Regions from separate parts of the Mus musculus genome. Here region 2 is linked to region 1. The links are chromatin contacts, called in public HiChIP or PLAC-seq maps. All regions are on one chromosome and are shown on one strand. The core of a region is the stretch at or near the end of the contact, and the rest is flanking DNA. Distances in the headings are between cores, read along the strand shown.

Region 1 (5,959 bases), core at 1,980-4,479:
TGGAGACAAGAGAATCAGGGTGCTGCTCAGGCAGTCTAGCTAAAACCAACCAACCATTCAACCAACCAACCAACCAAACAATGCTCTTGTTTTAGGACAAAACAAAAACCTTTCAGGTGGAGCAATAGAGGAAGTCACCCTGTGTTGGCCTCTGCCCTCCATTGGTAAGTATTCTACATATATGCCCCAAAGAGCTAAGAGTGCAGCTCAGTAGTAAAAGGTACAAGTGGACCATTCCTAAAGCCCTGGGCTCAGCCCCTCAGTACCACAAAAGGAAGGGGAAAGAAAAAGAATGAGGGACAGAGAAGGAGACAGCATGAATCAGACCTATGAGGAAGAAAATTAAAATGTGAGGGAAAGACAGGCAAGTCATCCAATATCTAATGATTTTAGTACATACTGGAGAGATGTGAGTCGGCAGTTCTTAACTTTCAAAAAAACTTTTACGAATGAGTCTTCTAAAACAAACCCTTTCCTCAGGAAAGTCCGTACGTTCTCTGTATTTGAAAGAGTACAGATCTCCCCCTCAGACTCCCACAAGGACCCCACAAGCAGAAAGAGCAATGAACAGTCTGTTAAGAGATTTGTCACTCATTTCAGACTTACCACCTCTTACCATAGTCCAGTTAATTTGCCTGATTCCTCTCTAATGTACACACTTTGTTTATTCATCTGTTGACCAAAATTCAGGTTACTTCTCTTCTGCCTTTTAACTTTATTTGGGCCTTTAAAAAACTGACATTAAAAACAAAACAAAACAAAAAAACAACCCTGCATACTTATGGTGTGATTATTTTGACAGGTATATACAGTATAAATCAACCCCCTTAACATACCCATCATCTTATCCATTATGAGAACATTTAAATCTCTTTTGGAATCTTAAAATATATAACATTATTCTGATAACACAGCTGAATCATTTTTGGTTTTGAGCTAGGGTCTCTCTACATAGCCCTGGCTATTCTAGAGCAACCTATATAGACCAGGGTGCCTCAAACTCATAGAGATCCACTGCCTCCCAAGTGCTGGAATTCAATTTGTGTGCTACCATGCTCACCTGACAGTTGAATCTTAAGGATATTACATGATATTAAAGAAACTAGGTGTGGAAGGATAAATGTTCTACCTTCTGCTTATGTGAGGTATTCAGAATGGGGATTCTTGGAGAAAGAAAGAAGAACAGAGGTTACCAGGGGGTGGGGACAGAGTGAATACAGAGCTAGTGTTTCATGGGTACAGGGTTCCTATGTGAGTTCATGGTAGGTTCTAGAAATCGATAGTAGTGATAGTTATATAACACTGTGAGTTATGTAACCAAATTTGGCCAAAAGAGTACAATACAAGAGAGACACAGAGACAGATTGACAGACAGACAGACAGACAGACAGACAGACAGAATGAGTCCCACAACACAGAGAAAAAAATGATTTCTCCCGACCTACCATCATGGCTAAATTCTAGCAAAGCCTACTGGTATTCAACTACGACAGAGAATAAGGAGAACCACATCTACTTTTTCTCTGGGCAGCTGTGACTCAGCACTTTCCTTGGCTTTAAACCAGTGACTACCCAGAGGAATTCACTAAGGCAGAGGCACCTGCAGTAAGCGCGCATGCTCTCAACACCATCCTCTACTTCATCTCTCGGCTGGACTTCCCCTCACCTTCCCCTGTAAGATGAATCATTAGTGACCTTCAGTTTTAAAGTAAAAATCTCCAAGAATAATTATATCCCAAATTTCAAATCATGCTACAATAACCATCTTGTGACACCCAGGTCTAAACATATAATGAAGCTGTTGCAACCACCTTATTTCCCCATTTGGACGGCAGTCCATAACAAGCTCCACTTCCCAGCAAACACCCAGCTGTAACATCAAATCCGGAGGAACTGCCTTTGAAAATAGTAATAGCTGTTCTGAGTTAATTGTTTTAATTTTTAGAACAATGCAGCCCTCTCTGAAACCATGAGGCAAACCACAGAATGAAACTGATCACAGGCCAGAAGGTAAGCATGGAGGAACAGAATAGACTACATTCTGGAATGTGAGAGCTCAGGTGTCCAAAGCTCATCCAAGATGAAGAGTGCCCTTCTTTCCACTGTTGCATCTCAGCACCTCTCATTGCAAAGCTGTCTGCAACGACGTTTCTGCCTGGCTTGACTGGGAAAGCTATAAGCCCAGCAAGTGCAACAAACAACAGGAGCAACAACAACAACAAAAAGAGTTCCGCTTATATAACTGTAAGCTGTCTTAAATTCTAGAGTCCTCGTCCTGGTCCTTCCTGATTACCTTGTTCACATGTGATTAACAATGACATGGATATCCAACTACATGAAGTTTGACTCAAGCAAAGGATAATATGTGGGACTCTGGAAATACTGCCTGAGTTTACAAGGATCCCTCAATAGGAGAAACAGGGAACCAATACAGTTTTGGCTCACATGATAGAAAAATCATGATCATAAAACTAGTAAAAATATACTAAGCAAGAAAATATTCCAACGAAGAAGCATTGGCTACTGTCAAGCATTTATTCCTTTATTTATAAAGGAAAAACACATTCTTCAATGTTTTGACTAGTAGTCTTCCTCCACAGGAGGCTTTAAAGAAACACAGAACTGACCCCAAAGACAAACAGGATTTCCTACTGCATACTTCTACAACAATGTAACTGCTTTTAACTGTACTCATAAGAAACTACTTCTCTTAACTTTATGCACAGAAATCGCATTCAAACCAAAATTCAACTTTTACCATATTTTATATACAATTACAATACCTAACTATTAACTTCTAATTATCTTGTTCATGTCCTGAAGACATTACAGGAAAAAAACAAAACGTATCACAGGAAAACTTGTTTCTTCCTCTACTCGGTCATATAATCTATACATTAGTAACATTACACTACCTCCACGGACAAGATGCCATTGCGTTCTCAATAAAAGACAGTGGCAAGAAGCAGTGAAAACAGAGACAAGAGAAAGAAAAGTGGTAACATGACTCACGCGGGGCTCCTACAACGAAGCAGTTGGCAGGAGCAAGCTTCCAGCCCTCCTGCAGCACAGGCGAGGTGCAGAGCCAGTGGGCTGTACTGCTCTGAAATGTGGGGTGGAGACTGACAAGAGGGGACCGGGAAGAGACACTCACTCAGTCAGAAGCTGGTGAAGTTCGTGATAACCTCGCTCCAGTGCCAGGCTCACAGGCGTTGCCCCTTCCTTGTTGTGGATGCTGAGAGCTCCACGGCCACCTGGCTTCTGTAACAGGAACCATGTCAACCGCAGCAGTCCCAGCCGCACAGCAAAGTGCATCAGGGTTTCCCGAGGGCCACCGTCTGTGAACGGGGGAAGAGCATGAAAATTAAAGCCTGTAACAACCACCACCAACAAAGAGCCAAACCCCACTGGCAATAGAAGACCAGTCTAGGCAGACACACTGTTGCCTTCAAGTATCTAGCACCGTGAAGGTCATCTGTAACATGCAGCCAACAACTTTATTCCAGGTAAAAATCGCCTTTCAAGTAAAGGCAAAAATAAAGCTAGAAAAAAATTGTGACACAAAATCTTCAACAGCAGACAAATACGCACATAGAGAACCAAGCCATAGCTGTGCTTTTTCAGAGAGGTTAATACAGGTGTCCCCACTATGCTCCTTCCATTAAAAAACAAACAAACAAACAAACAAACAAAACCAAAAACAAAACAAAAACAAAAAAACGACAACAATAATAGAAGTAAATGCAGTTCCTTGGATCTAAGGTGAACAGTTTTCAGGACTCAAATGGGTATAATCTGAAGGGTATAATTACTTTTTAAAGAACGCTCAGACAGGAATTGGCTAGTTAAACACTACAAACAGGTTAGACTTGTTAAGTACATACAGGTCTTTAGTCCCTCACACTAAGGGCATATCGAATTTCTGGCACTACCAACCTTGTGTTTGCTTAATGAGAAAACGAAATGAATCTTCAGGTACAATGGGATGAACTGTAAGACTACACTAATAACTTTCGGCGAGAAAACAAGTGCTTGGGCTGAGTTCACTAGAAATGAGGGATCCTTCTTGGCATACTGGGTCACTAAGAGTGTGGGTAGGACAAGAAAGGGCTTCAGATCAGGCAAAAGTGGGTCCAGGCCTGGCCTTAATCATAGAAGTGACTAGGCATGGCTCACTTGCTTCTCAGAGCTTCACTTTCATATTCCCGTGAGCAAGCCACCATCCCCTCACTGAGAGCTGCTGTAACAGAGAAGGGTAGGTGAAATGCTAGACTAACGCCTGGCTGTAGGGTCCTTCACCCTTTCTCTGCCTCTGGCCCTGTTCTTGGGCTTCGAAGTACATGCTAACTTCACTAGCAACACCCTTTTCCTAGCTCATTGTCTTGTGTGAGGGCAGGTCCTAGGGCCAAAGCATTCTAGACTTCTTGGATGAACCTAGTGTTTTCCTTTTGTCAGATTCTTCTATATGTGAATATCACAACAGGAGTGAACAATGAGGTGCATTTTTTAAAAATAATTTTTAAAAAGAGATTTCATTTCTTTGGGGCTGGGGGACTTTTCACGACAGTGCAGTATCTGAGAGAAGAGGGAGCTGGAGTTCCAGGGAGCTGTGAGCACCTTGACTTGAGTGTTGGGAACTGAACGCAGGTCCTCTACCAGTTCTTAATCACGGAGATATTTATCCAGTCCCGAACTCACTGTTTCCTAATGTCACTTGCCTGTGACCAATATAAATTTCATTAAAAGCAAATGGTCTTTCATGTTTCTCTCCCAAATCCTATTTATGCATGGATCAACTCAAGATTTGCTATGTGTTCAAGCACAAATGGAGACTAAAATCAATGCTTCAGGGATGGGGCAGGGGTGCAGGGGACTGCTCAAGAACAGAACACTTGCTGAGCAAACATGGGGGCTGGGTTTGATTCTCAGGATTCTTAAGAACTAAACCTTACTCCCACAAGAAACCAGAGAAAATAATGTCCTTGAAGAAATAATTATGTTTCCAATCATAAAGCTTTAATAAATATAGCCTCTGAAGAAGTGGCAAGACTTAGAGAAAAGGCAGAAAAAACTCTCATCAGTATTAAATACTTCTGACTTGTGCTTTATGCCTCTCACAAACATCCTGACAACCTTATCAAAACACCAAAGTGCTAAGCACTTACAGACCAGGAAATATGTGGGTATGTTTTTTCCAGAGCTGGTTAAGTCCAGCCTTATCAGGTATTATGTCCTTAAAGTAGCTTCCTTTCCAGCCTCTACTCTTTTAAGTTCCTTTGTTCTGAGTCACCATAAGGCGAGTTACCATAAAGCCCAAAGCCCAATGCGGCTGCTTTCAGCCCCACTCCCCATCTTCTATTAGCATTTAAAGCACATGTAATTTGGAAGAACAATGCATTCATCAGATATTCAACAACTTATGTCCTACAATAAATATTCTATCAATGTATTTGCTTTATCAAGTATTTATTCTTCAAGTATTTACTCATTCAAAGGGAGCTGAAGACACCAGACTAACTTGATGGGTACCATCAACTAGAATTCAATATGGGAATTAAATGACTAAGATACAGGAAAATACAAGTATAACATTTGATACTCTTTTGAGACAAGGTCTCACTATGTAGTTCTGCCTGTCCTAGAACTCGCTATAAAGACCAGTCTGGCCTTGAAACTCAGAGAGATCTGGCTGCTTCTGCTTGTCGTGTGCTGGGATTAAAGGCAAGTACCACCACCTCTAGCCCATTTGACACCTGGATTGTCAAACTCCCATCAAAATGTAGAACATTATGAACATCACACAAAGTTCCTTTATGCCCTTTTCTGGTCAGGGCTTCATTACTAAAGCCAACCACTACTTTGAGTTTTTCATGCTTTTTGCCTATTTGAAAAGTTCATATAAGTGAAATGCTACATAAGGCTACTTTCATCTTTTCTGAGATTTACAATACAGCTGTCA
Region 2 (5,959 bases), core at 997-3,496, 240 kb before region 1:
TATGAGATCTGATGCCCTCTTCTGGGGTTTCTGAGAATAGCTACAGTGTACTTACATATAAATAAATAAATCTTTTGCCATTTGAATTGACCCACCCCTCTAGTTCTAGAGCTTTTCAAGACAGGGTTTCTCTGTGTAGCCTTGTCTGTCCTGGAACTCACTCTATAAACCAGGCTCATCTTCATTGATCCACCTGCCTCTGACTTCCAAGTGCTGTGATTAATGGCATGGGCCACCACGCTGGGCTTTCTTCTTTTCTTTTCTTTTCTTTTCTTTTCTTTTCTTTTCTCTTCTCTTCTCTTCTCTTCTCTTCTCTTCTCTTCTCTTCTCTTTTTTTAAGGATTTATTTATTTACTTTATGTACTGTATATAAGTACACTGTAGCTGTCTTCAGACACACCAGAAGAGGGCATCCGATCTCATTACAGATGGTTGTGAGCCACCATGTGGTTGCTGGGATTTGAACTCAGCACCTGACTGCTCTTAATCGCTGAGCCATCTCCAGCCCGGCTTTCTCCTTTTCTTTCTTTCTTTTTTTTTTTTTTTTTTTTTGTTTTTTTTTTTTTTGTTTGTTTGGGTTTTTTTGTTTTTCGGGACAGGGCTTCTCTGTATACCCCTGGCTGTCCTGGAACTCACTCTGTTGACCAGGCTGGCCTTGAACTCAGAAATCCGCCTGCCTCTGCCTCCCGAGTGCTGGGATTAAAGGTGTGTGCCACCACGCCCAGCCAGCTTTCTCCTTTTCTAATGTGGGATTTCACCATCTCTCCTAGTTTGGTCTTTAACTTGATGGGCTCAAGTGGTCTTCCTACCTCAGCCTCCCTGGTAGTTGGGACTGTAGGCATATGCCACAAAACCTAGCTATTCTATCCATTTGATCATTTGCTCTCCCTCCATTCCTCTTTTTTCCCTTCCCCACTCCTTTCTTCCTTCCCAGAAACACTGAGAATTAAGCCCATATTGCTCTTGCTAGGAAAGCCCTCTACCCTGAGCTACTCCTTCAAGCCCTCCCACCCACTGATTTCCACTTGTCTTTACATATAAGGAGTGTTTCTTGTGAAGAACACACAGATGGTTCTTGCTTTCTATTTTCCTTTATCACACCAACAATTCTCTACCGTTTGTTTGTTTTTATTTTTCGAGACTGGGTTCTGTGTAGCCTTGGCTGTCCTGGAACTCACGCTATAGACCAGGCTGACCTCAAACTCAGAGATCCGCCTGCCTCTGCCTCCCAAGTGCTGAGATTAAAAATTTGAACCATGGGGCTCGAGAGATGGCTCAGCGGGTAAGAGCACCCGACTGCTGGTCCGGAGTTCAAATCCCAGCAACCACATGGTGGCTCACAACCATCCGTAACGAGATCTGACTCCCTCTTCTGGAGTGTTTGAAGACAGCTACAGTGTACTTACATATAATAAATAAATAAATCTTAAAAAAAAAAATGTTTGAGCCACCACTGCTCAAAAGAGTCATGTTATTCAGCTGCTTGCCCAGAGAAGTGACTTCCTCAGGTCTGTGTGTAGTGAGGGAAAGTGGCCAGAGGACGCTCTTTCTACTTATTGAAAATATTTTGCCAGCCAGTGGTGACGCACGCCTTTAATCCCAGGACTTGGGAGGCAAAGGCAGGAGGATTTCAGAGTTCAAGGCCAGCCTGGTGAGTTCCAGGACAACCAGGGCTACACAGAGAAACCCTGTCTTGAAAAAACAAAACAAAACAAAAAAAGGAAAACCATTTTTTTTAACAGTTTCTACTTCGAATCACTCTCCATTTTGTACCAAGCATTTCTGAGCCGGGCCTGACATCTTTCTAGCATGTCCTGGTGAACATCATGCTCTTTGTTGGGACTGTCCTTCACAGCTGTCTCTCTTCCAGGCTCCATACCTTGCAAAACACTGCCAAAATCTGAGTCTTAATTTCAGTGAAGAAACTACTTTAAATTATTAATTAACCAAACATTGTTCTCTGTGTGTGCATGATTCCCTCATGTGTGGGCACTCATCCCATGGTGTGCGTGCAGAGATGAGAGGAAACTCTGCGGGGGTTCTTGCTTGCTTGCTTGCTTGCTTGCTTGCTTGCTTGCTTGCTTGCTTGCTTTCCCTCTTTCTGTGAGTTCCAGGGATGGAGGCCCGTTCACTCAGCTTGCGAGGTGAGCACCTTTCCCCGTTGAGCCATTTTACCAGGCACTCTCTTCACTAAGGGCTCCATGGCTTACGGTTTCTCTTCATTCACTGCCCTCTGGCGGGGGAACAGGAAGTAGCAGCCTTTTACCATTTTGATCCTGGAGGGCACAAAGTCCATGAGAGAGCTGCTGAGATACTGCAGAACAGCGGGTGAGAACAGATACCATTTTCTCCTGCAGGCTGCTCTGGACCGTGCACGCATGGCCTCTCCTCTTGAATTTTGAGGTGCGGAGGATCCGAGTCATTTAGAAGTTACTTTAGGTTCTAAGACAAGTGGATTGGTTTGGTTTTGTTCATTTATTTTATGTATATGAGTACACTGTAACTATCTTCAGACACACCAGAAGAGGGCATCAGATCCCAGGACAGATGGTTGTGAGCCACCACGTGGTTGTTTGAAATTGAACTCAGGACCTCTGGAAGAGCAGCCAGTGCTCTTAACTGCTAAGGCATCTCTCCAGCCCTGCCCCCCCCCCCTTTGTTTTTAAATGTTACTAAGTATCATTGTGCATGAGTCACAAACATATGTAGAAGATAGAGGACAACTTGAGGGAACTGGTTCTCTCCTTCTACCAAGGGAATCCTGGCCTTGAACCTCAGCTTATCTGACTTGGTGGCAGGTGCCTTGACCTGCTGAGTCATCCTTGGCTTGCCTCTTCTTGTTCTTGTTGTTAGTATTCTATTTACTGGACCACACTAGGTTCTTGACTTGTAAGAGGATTAATGTTCAATTTTATTTTAATTTTGAAAATTGATAAGAATTTATGATTGCAAATTGGGACACGTTATTTGATTTTAAAGAGACACAGAGACACACACATACACCCATTTCTGCTCATGAAATCCAGTACTCTCCTGTCCCTGCATGGAGACAGAGCAGTTAGCACTACTTCCCCTCCACACAAACACACACACACACACACACACACACACACACACAAACACACCTTTTTCCCAGCATAGATGCCTCGGGCCCTTGGAGAGGGCCGACAAATGGGAGCACGGCCTGGTCCCCGAATATTACAATCCCTCTTTCATGACAGCACCCCCTTCCCTCCCGTGAGTAAAAATCAGCATTTCTGTGGTACAGATGGCTCCTGCCCTTGAAGGAAGCAGGAGCCAATATCCTTGAAGTGATAAAAAGCCCACTCTTGGACTATGAGAAAGAGGCAATTAAGTGTTCCCAGACAGCTGAGACCAGTTTGCAAAAATGCACCAGCCTCTGATAATGGAGTGAGTTTCTTTTTCCCAGGTCAGGAAGGCCCCTGTCCAGCTGCGCAGTCCACCCTGCTGTCTAAACAAATGTTATCAGGTTTGAAAGATAGCATTCCTTCACCGCCTCCCCAATCATGTCATGTAACACCAAAGCTTGATAATCCCAGCTTATGCATACATATATGTGTGTGTGTGTGTGTGTGTGTGTGTGTGTGTGTGTGTGTGTGTGTGTGTATGGTGTGTGTGTACGGTGTGTGTGTGTGTGTGTGTGTGTGTGTGTATGTTGTGTGTGTGTGTGTGTGTGTGTGTGTGTGTGTGTGTGTGTGTGTTTATCAAGCTTCTCAAGCCCCTAGACTGGATCATCACACTCCTAACCAGGAAAGGCTTGCAATCTGGGTCAGACTCATATACTAAAGACTCTCTCTTGGACTTGCAATTCCTGGCAGTCTCCTGAGATTCTCATGAACTGGGCATAACAATTTAGATACCTGTTTTCTGATTTGGGGGTTGGGGGTTGTTTAGGTTTTTGTTTGTTTGTTGTTTTGTTTTTTGTTTTGTTTTTGAGACAGGAATTCTCTGTGTAGCCCTGGCTATCCTGGAACACACTCTGTAGACCAGGCTGGGCTCGAACTCAGAAATCCGCCTGCCTCTGCCTCCCAAGTGCTGGGATTAAAGGCGTGCGCCACCACTGCCCAGCCAAACCTAAATGTGATATATCTGATCTTCTTGCTTCCACCTCTTGAGTGCTGGACTGACATACTTTTTTTTAAGACTGATTTATTTATTTTATGTATATGAGTAGCTGTACAGATGGTTGTGAGCCATCATGTGGTTGCTGGGAATTGAACTCAGGACCTCTGCTCACTTCGTCCCCACTCGTTCCAGCCCGAAGATTTATTTATTATTATATGTTAAGTATACTGTAGCTGATTTGACCTCAGGACCTCTGGAAGAGAAGTCAGTACTCTTAACCGCTGAGCCATCTCATCAGCCCATGACATATTTTTGAAGCTTTGACTTTATTAAATCCACCAACAACCAGACATATATAAAACAACAAAATCCCTAAAGGTAAGAAAAGCTAAAAAGGGGCTGGTGAGATGGCTCAGAGGGTAAGAGCACCGTCTGCTATTCCGAAGGTCCTGAGTTCAAATCCCAGCAACCACATGGTGGCTGACAACCATCCGTAATGAGATCTGATGCCCTCTTCTGGCGCATCTAAAGACAGCTACAGTATACTTATGTATAATAATAAATCTTTGGGCCCAGAGCGAGCAGGAATGACCAGAGCGAGCAGAGGTCCTACAAATTCAGTTCCCAACGACCATACCCTCTGTGTTCTCTGGTATTTTAAATCCTACAAGACTAAGCTATTAAATAAATTCATGTCCTCCCAGAGGGCACATTTTGCATAACCAGTGATCTAACTACCATATATCCATCCCTTATTTCTGTCAGATATTGTCCTGGAATGAAAACAGGCTGACCAGTCCTTGTCAGGGAATGACAGCCTGATAGGGATGATATAGGAGAATCGGACCAGCTTTTGATTATAGTGAATTGTACAGATTTCATTAGTAAAGGATTAGGTTACCATAGTCAAGAATGTACATTTTTATATGTACTTGTTTGATGATGCATACATTCAAATTGAAGCAATGCAAGAAAAAACTTGGCATGTGTGGTCCCTGAGCAGAGATGACAGAAACTCACGAGCACTTTCTATTTTTGTGAGGCAACATGTCGTAGTCATAATGTGTGGGCATTTGGCCTCAGAAAAGCCTGGGTTTGATCCCCATCTCTATCTACTCTGCTTGCATTAAGCAAGTCTTCTAACTCTGGACCTCAGTTCTTTGCTTTTAATAGCAGAGAGGGAACTTTGAGATGATTGCAGAGGCCAGTCCAGACAGAAGACTACGTGGGGTGAACTGCAGTTGTTGTCTGATGGGAAGCTGGCAGGCTGCTGTGCTGTCCCTGCACAGCTGGGCTAAGTGATTCCAAAGTAGCCAAAGAGGGTCTTAGGTGTGAATGCTGGATCCAGAAGCAACTTTTTGGGGAAAATAATCCTGACAAGTTTAAGAGCAATGGCATTGTTCTTCAGTTCTGAAGCCAAGAGACTAGATGGCCACCTTGTAACCTGCTGTCTGGAACAGCCTCACTGAGCCGCCCCTTTCCCTACTCCTCCTTCAAAATAAGAGCACAGATGGTGTACGCAAGATAGTCAAGGTTTCACACTACCAAGTTCTACTTGGGGTGGGGATTTATTTAAGGACCATTAACACAGCCTGACCGCTAGAGTATTGGCAGTCTTGTCCAAAATCAGCTTTGAATATATCCCTGCATTCCCTTCTGACAATGGAGCTGTAACACTGGAGATCTATTAATGGAGCCCACGGAAGCCTCTAGGGAAGACCCTGGTATTCAATAAGATTTCCTCATCCAAAGATGAAGCATGGGCTCAGTGGTTAAGAGCACTGACTGCTCTTCCAGAGGTCCTGAGTTCAAACCCCAACAACCACATGGTGGCTCACAACCATCTGTAATGGGGTCTGATGCCCTCTTCTGG

Evidence for each region. HiChIP or PLAC-seq counts read pairs in DNA pulled down with a chosen protein or histone mark.
Region 2: a contact with region 1 is called in an H3K4me3 HiChIP or PLAC-seq map of pro-B cells, with 4 times the contacts expected there. The contact joins two enhancer-like sites. A contact is called at or near these places in 5 of 484 Hi-C or Micro-C datasets (the Ba/F3 cell line, the N1E-115 cell line, embryonic stem cells and 2 more) and 3 of 115 datasets of contacts at active chromatin or transcription factors (the SCID.adh cell line, large pre-B cells and pro-B cells).

What each region holds. Positions count from the first base shown.
Region 1 is chr7:75,583,536-75,589,494 of GRCm38.p6, reverse strand. It overlaps Akap13 (A kinase (PRKA) anchor protein 13), which reads right to left. Exons shown (of 37, transcript NM_029332.1): 5 at 3,155-3,338. Among named protein-coding and RNA genes, the nearest start is that of Akap13, 130 kb to the right of the region's middle. Within about 2 kb of position 3,229, at least 178 of the 459 cell types and tissues checked have an H3K27ac peak or open chromatin away from gene starts, as enhancers often do. A contact at or near this core is called in the Ba/F3 cell line and pro-B cells, where this site is marked.
Region 2 is chr7:75,824,373-75,830,331 of GRCm38.p6, reverse strand. The region is part of intron 1 of Gm51489 (a long non-coding RNA gene); the gene reads right to left. Among named protein-coding and RNA genes, the nearest start is that of Gm51489, 4.8 kb to the right of the region's middle. Within about 2 kb of position 2,246, at least 36 of the 459 cell types and tissues checked have an H3K27ac peak or open chromatin away from gene starts, as enhancers often do. A contact at or near this core is called in the Ba/F3 cell line and pro-B cells, where this site is marked.